Linked DNA regions of Pan troglodytes: region 2 is linked to region 1. Evidence: chromatin contacts called from public HiChIP or PLAC-seq data. All regions are on one chromosome and are shown on one strand. Each heading gives the region's core, a stretch centred on a gene start, on an enhancer-like site or on the middle of the called end of the contact. The rest is flanking DNA. Distances are from core to core; before and after follow the strand shown. Region 1 holds the start of PSMC3 (proteasome 26S subunit, ATPase 3). Region 2 holds the start of CELF1 (CUGBP Elav-like family member 1).

What was found. HiChIP or PLAC-seq counts read pairs in DNA pulled down with a chosen protein or histone mark.
Region 2: an H3K4me3 HiChIP or PLAC-seq map of stem cell-derived excitatory neurons shows a contact between it and region 1, with 7 times the contacts expected there. The contact joins the promoter of CELF1 here to the promoter of PSMC3 in region 1. A contact is called at or near these places in 1 of 7 Hi-C or Micro-C datasets (stem cell-derived neural progenitor cells) and 1 of 1 datasets of contacts at active chromatin or transcription factors (stem cell-derived excitatory neurons).

The regions. Positions count from the first base shown.
Region 1 is chr9:51,441,010-51,444,506 of NHGRI_mPanTro3-v2.0_pri, forward strand. PSMC3 (proteasome 26S subunit, ATPase 3) reads right to left here and starts at 1,525. Exons shown (of 12, transcript XM_508413.8): 1 at 1,229-1,525; 2 at 891-974; 3 at 144-269. The coding sequence starts at 1,303.
Region 2 is chr9:51,568,766-51,572,040 of NHGRI_mPanTro3-v2.0_pri, forward strand. CELF1 (CUGBP Elav-like family member 1) reads right to left here and starts at 1,346. Exons shown (of 14, transcript NM_001280200.1): 1 at 1,199-1,346.

The sequences.
Region 1 (3,497 bases), core at 275-2,774:
CCCCATGAAAGTGCCTCAGGAGGTGTAGCCCTGACATGCAGTTTGGCCTCAATACCTCCACCCACTCTTTCCCTAGTGGCCCCACCCCAGGCTGTCCCCAATCCCTGCTGACTCCCTCTCTTCCCCTCCACATACACACACACCTCGATGACGTTGGAGACAAGGTACGGCAGGGTCTTGTTCACTTTGATTTTCTCACTGTTCTCTTTTATCTTGTCCTTCATGGCTTGGAGCTCATGGGTGACTCTCAACACTTCACTCTTCATGATCTGAGATCAGGAGGGGAGGAGAAGCAAATATAAACCCTGGCACAGCTTATGCTAGAGCCCTGTAACTAGTGAGGTCCAGGGTGCCCAGGGGACCCTCCCGCATCCATTCATCCAGCTCTGAGGCTCTCTGAAGGCAGAGTCTGACTGTGTCCACATCCTGCAGAAGTCAAAAGAGGAGGCCAGTTTGGAAACCTCCTGGTGAAATAGTGGTAGTATTGGAATAAAAGCAGGCCTCCGAGAGAGGCAAATATAGGTTTTAGGTTCTGCCTCGTAGTAAGAACTGGGTGCTTTATCGCAGTACAAACCTCTCTGGGCCTGTCTCCTCATCTGTAAAATAGGCATTTTACTAAAAGAAGGATTCTTGAGAGGATTATTCCCAGTTCTCACTGGGAAAGGCAATCTGATAACCTCTCATCTCAGCCCAGGTCTCCCACCATCCCCTACCTGTCTTCTTGTCCCTTTTAAGGCTTAGTTTTCTTTCCTCTCTTCCTGATACGAGGGGGAAGCCCGAGCCCCATGTCTCCCCCAGGGTGCCCGAGAAGGAAGTAGGAGAGGCGACTCGGATCGCTGGGGCCTGTCCTGTAGGGGGCCCCATCGCCCGCACAGGAGCTGTGCGCCCACCTTGATCTCACTGTCCAGCAGCCGTGTGCGCTGGATGATCTCCTCCGTGGACATCTTGAGCACCTCCTCCCCAATTCCATCTTGCTGTAAAAAATTATTTGTTTATTTATATATTTACTTTTACTCAGAACAAGCATCCCTCGTTCTCCGAACCCACTCACAGCCTCAGTTTCCACGCCCATAAAACCAGGATGGAGTCAGGACCCCTGCCCACATCCCAAACAACCCCGTCCCCGGGATCGGGCCAGACCTTGACCCCCAGCCACCTCCTTCCCTCTTGTCAATGGCGTCTCCCTGCGGGCCCCGGTTCCCGGACCGCCAGCTCGCCCGGTGCCCACCTCGGCCTCATCCCACACGGTCGCCATCTTCTCCTGCCGAGTCACTGGACTCTCAAGATTCGGCAGCAGATTCATTTCCTGGAGGAGCGGGCAGAAGATGGGACCAGGCGGGAGCCGCAACGGGAGATTAATACCGTCTTTCTTAAAGCCTTCTCTTGACCAGTGGAAAACCTCTCCCCACAAATCCCGACTCTTGACCGGACCAGCTCCGGCCGTGCTGCGGAGCAGCGAATCTGCCTCTCCGATTCCAAAGACCAACCCCTGGCCACAGGCCCCGCCCCCGCGGCCCCCGAAACGTTCCCGCCCGCGTCCTATTTTTGCCGGGCGCGAGAGGTGGGGCCGCTATTGGCCGACACGCGCGTTGGGGGCGGGGCCTAGGTGTAAAACCGGAAAGGGAGGGAGAACGGTGGGATCCGCGAGGGCCTTTGGGAAATGTAGTCTTTAATCTGGCCGGTGACAGATGCTTGCGGAGGGGCGCGTTCAAACTCAGACTGTGACCCCGCTAGGAATAAGGGGATTTACACAATGACACTGCCTCCCAATTAATAAACGACATAGGCCAGCCGTGTGCAAAGGGCCAAAAAGGCATGCCACCTCAGTCCGCATTTTTACAATTATTTAAGTACAAGCTGGCCACCCGGAGTTACGGGAGGGAATCATTAACCAGCTTTAAAGAGAAATCGCTGCTGCTCCTAACGTCAGAGCAGGCTTCACGGAATTGTCCACGTGGGAAGAACTCAATTGACCATCAGCCTCTACGATTAAAAACATTATGACTCGGGCCGGGCGCGGTGGCTCACGCCTGTAATCCCAGCACTTTGGGAGGCCGAGGCGGGCGGATCACGAGGTCAGGAGATCGAGACCATCCTGGCTAACACGGTGAAACCCCGTCTCTACTAAAAATACAAAAAATTAGCCGGGCGTGGTGGCGGGCGCCCGTAGTCCCAGCTACTCCGGGCTGAGCCAGGAGAATGGCATGAACCTCGGAGGCGGAGCTTGCAGTGAGCCGTGATCGCGCCACTGCACTCCAGCCTGGGCGACAGAGCGAGACTCCGTCTCAAAAAAAATTATGTCTCGTATCTGCAATTGTTTGTTTTCTCTGCCCATGGTTAGTAATCTCAGTGAGCAGAGCGGGTCTCCGGATCATGGGAGACTCATTCGTTGTACCCTTGTCGGCTATTTTAAATGATCTCTCCTTATCTTTTGAGGTGAGCCCTGGAGCCCCTTTAAAGGGAACTTCATGTAAGCAACATAGCTTATATTTCAAGTCAAACCATCACAAACACTCTGTTAACCTGATGAAAATCTGTGCAATCGTTGCCTTTTTGTTTGTTTGTTTGCTTGTTTTTTGTTTTTTGAGACGGAGTCTCGCTCTGTCGCCCAGGCTGGAATGCAGTGGCGCGATCTCTCCCTACCGCAACCTCCGCCTCCCGGGTTCAATGGATTCTCCTGCCTCAGCCTCTCAAGTAGCTGGGATTACAGGCACCCACCACCACGCCCAACTAATTTTTGTATTTTTAATAGAGACAAGGTTTCACCATGTTGACCAGGCTGGTCTCAAACTCCTGGGCGTAAGTGATCTTCCTGCCTCAGCCTCCTAAAGTGTTGGTACTATAGGCATGAGCCACTACACCTAGCCTTTGCAGTAGTTTTTTTTGGAACACGGTTGAAAGCAGAATTTTTTTCTTTAAATAACAACATGTACAGCTGCTCACTCAGGCTGACAAAGCGTCTCCTCAAGTAACAGTGCTTTATTCCATTCTCTCAACAAGCCTGCCTTGTGGACAGATTGAATTACCATTCTCAACTTTAAATAAGCATAGGGAGGCTCAGAGAGGTTAAGTGCCTTGCTGGAGGTTATTCAGTGAGTCACTGGCAGCACTAGGACTGCTGACCCCAAATTCTCACTTTGAGTTGCCCGACAGGAGCCAAGAAGCCCAGAGGGGAAAGAGACTGTCCAATCTGTGCTGGTCCCACTATGCCTGGGTCAGTTGGGTCCCATTCTGGGGCCTACTTTTGGAGATCCTGACAAATACGAATATGTTTAGAAAGCCTCCAGCCTGGGCCTAGGAGGGATGCAGACATTCTCCCCTTAACCAACTTTTAGGTAGGCTCTTCTGAGCCATCTTTTTTTGACTAGGCCTTGTGGGCTGTTCCTTCATCCCTGTCATCAACTTGTCTAACCCTGTTTTCACAAAAATCCTGCTAGTCAGTTTAACGGAATCCCCCCACCCCTGATACCTCATCCCTCTTGATATATGATCCAGGT
Region 2 (3,275 bases), core at 96-2,595, 130 kb after region 1:
CCCGAGGTCAGGAGTTCGAGACCATCCAGCCTGATCAACATGGTGAAACCCCGTCTATAGTAAAAATACGAAAATTAGCCAGGCGTGGTGGCACATGCCTGTAATCCCAGCTACTTGGGAGGCTGAGGCAGGAGAATTGCTTGAACCTGGGGAGGTTGCAGTGAGCCGAGATAGCGCCACTGCACTCCAGCCTAAGCAACAAGAGCGAAACTCCGTCTTAAAAAAAAAAAAAAAAAAGGATGAAGTTCTTGTAAAAGATTCATTATTTGTAACCTCTTACACTGCACACATTATAAAGCGTTTCATGCTCTTTAAAACTGTTATACAGCCTTTTTACTCGAAGGTAATAAACCTACAGCTCTCTCCTGGCGAGAAAGAGATTCCATTTTGCGGAAACAGATTCCAGTCAAAATCTCACCACATTCCCCTCAACTATGGGTATGAGCCTAAACCAATGAGAAGCTCCTTGGTGCATGTGTAATGGTCTCCAAGAATTACAACAACATCCTGCCCGGAGGACCACAACCAAGACACCACTGGCTTTAAAATCAAAGCCTGGTCCCTAGCGAAGAAAGCACTTTAATGTGCTCCTCCCGCTCCCGGGTGCGAGATTCCTGCCCAGCTACTAGGCCACGACTGGGTGAGCACCTGATGTGGGGGGAGGGCGAGCCAAGGCCGTAGCGGATCTGGGGCGAGGAACGAGGGGCTCTCGAGGCTCGGGAAAAGCGCTGCCTTCTAGGGGCGCGGACCCTTCGGCACCCACAGGAGTGGACACTAAGAACACCTGAGGCGACAGGGGCAGAGATGGGGTGTCCCGGGCAGGTAGCCTGGGTCCAGCACGGCAGACAGAAAGAGGAGGAAAACGGAGCTGGCCCTGGGCAGGGCACGAGGCCTCTGAGCCTAGAGAGTGAAGGTAAAGGGCGCGGGGAGAGGAAGCAAAGCCACGAGGAGGGCGGGTCTCCCTGGGCGCGGGGGCACGCGCTGGGCAAACGCGACAGGACCCGGGGAGCCGGGGACCCCGACATGCAGGAGGAGATCGCAGCCCTACCCCAGGACGCAGGGAACGAGGAGAGGCCGCGCCCGAAGGGCCCTGGGACCCGCGGCCTCCCTAACCGGACCCGCCCCGCGGCGCCTCCCTCTTGCCTTTTTTCCCCTCCCTCCCTCCCGCGGCCCGTTATCCTGCGGCCGCAGCACTCACCAGCGGCTGCACCTGAGCCCGCCGCTGCCTCAGCTGCTGCCTGCGCCTCCGCAGCCGCCGCCGCCGCCTCGCTGCTGAGGCCGAATCCCGGGGGAGCCTCCGCGTCCCGCCGCCGCTGCCGCTGCCGCCAGAGCAGAACACCCCAAAATGGCGGCACTTCCGGCACCTACCACCGGCGGGGAGGGCAGAGGAGGAGGGGGAGCGCGGCGAGGGGGAACGTATCACCGCGGCGCCGCCCGCAGCGCCGATGCGAGCGGAGCGCGGCGTAGGGGCGGGCCGAGCGCCGGGCGCTGCAGCGCCCCCTCGGGCTGGGAAGTGGAGGAGCAGCCGCACCTAAGCCCCTGGGGCCGCGGGCGGAGCCCTCAACCGAGGGAGCTGCAGGGGCGCATCTCTTTGTCTCCGAGCCCTGCTGGAGGGAAGAGCCAGGCCTGGGAATCTGAAGTTCTCGACTCCGCCCACCGCACCCACAGGAGCTCTAGATGACCCTGGTGGGCAAGGAGGCACCCCTACTGGGCACTGAATAGGAGCATAATAAGATATTTGTTGAATAAATGGATGAGTGAGTGACTGGTGCTTGGCCAGCGTTGGGCACATGGCACGCCCCTTTTTGCCCCAGCAGACAAGCAACAGCATCTAGGCCTTCCTTCTTTGCTGGGATGTGAATATGTGTGTTCCAAGTGCAGGGAGTGCTTTTTAGCAAGATAATCAGTGTGAACGCACAACCTGGCAACGATCGCTGCGACCTAAGGAAGTTCACAAAGATTCTATTAAGAGACCGATTGCCCAGCCATAACCTGGTTTTACCGAAAAAAAAAATATATATATATAATATATATATATATATATTTTTTTCTTAACTCAGGTTAGGTCTCTAAAGACTTCCTCCTGAGTTACTCTGGAATCCCTGGGTCTAGATGGAACGCAAGCAGTACAATTTGTTGTTGTTGTTGTTTAAGCCAACATTTATTCCTAGGTTCCAGACCTTCTGAGGCAGTTAAATGCAGATTAAGAAAGAAAACTTTGTTCTGGAAGCTTTTGGCCCCATCAACATGCAAATAACTCATGGGATGGTTTCTCTCTAACATCATCTGGCTTCCCAGAGAATATAATTTTTATACCCACAAATACTGATTATATCCTACCTTACCACAAACAACAAGTGGGCTTCCAAGCAGAAGCCTCAAGGGTTTTCCTCTTTCGCCTTTGGGGGGGAGAAAACTAACCACAGTTTTTCTGGTACCATATAGTCCTTAAATTGTACATGATCATATTCCCTAATTGTACTGGGTAGTTTTATATACATTCATAATGCTGATATATGATCTTGTTCTTGTTAATAGTTTTATGTGTAGTTGACTGAAAACATCCTATATTTATAGACCATTATAGCTTACAGAATGTGGTCACAAATATTACCATATATTTGCTGCTATAGGTTGTAGAAATGTTTCAAGCAGAGAGTCTGTCTCCTTTTGTGCTCCATAGAATCATGTGGATATCCACATGGCTCACTTCCTCACCTCCTTCAGACTTTGACTTAAGTGTCACCTTCTCAGTCCAGTCTTCCCTAAGCACTCTATTTTACACTGCTTGCACGCATGGCATGTGCACACACACACACACACACACCCATGCTTTCAATCCCACTTTCATTTTTATCCAAAACATTTATCATTATCTAACACAGTTTTTTTTTTTTTTTTGAGACGGAGTCTAGCTCTTGTCACCCAGGCTGGAGTGCAGTGGCGCGATCTCGGCTCACTGCAACCTCCACCTCCCAGGTTCAAGCAATTCTCCTGCCTCAGCCTCCCGAGTAGCTGGGATTACAGGCGCGTACCACGATGCCTGACTAATTTTTGTATTTTTAGTGGAGACGGGGTTTCAACCCCTGTTGGTCAGGCTGGTCTCAAACTCCTGACTGCAAGTGTTCTGCCCGCCTCTGCCTCTCAAAGTGCTGGGATTACAGGCATGAGCCACTGCACCCGGCCTCACAGTATATTTTGTATTTATATATTTTACTTGTTTTATTGACAGTAGCCCAGAAGGTAAACCAAAGGTAAACTTCATGAGGATAGAG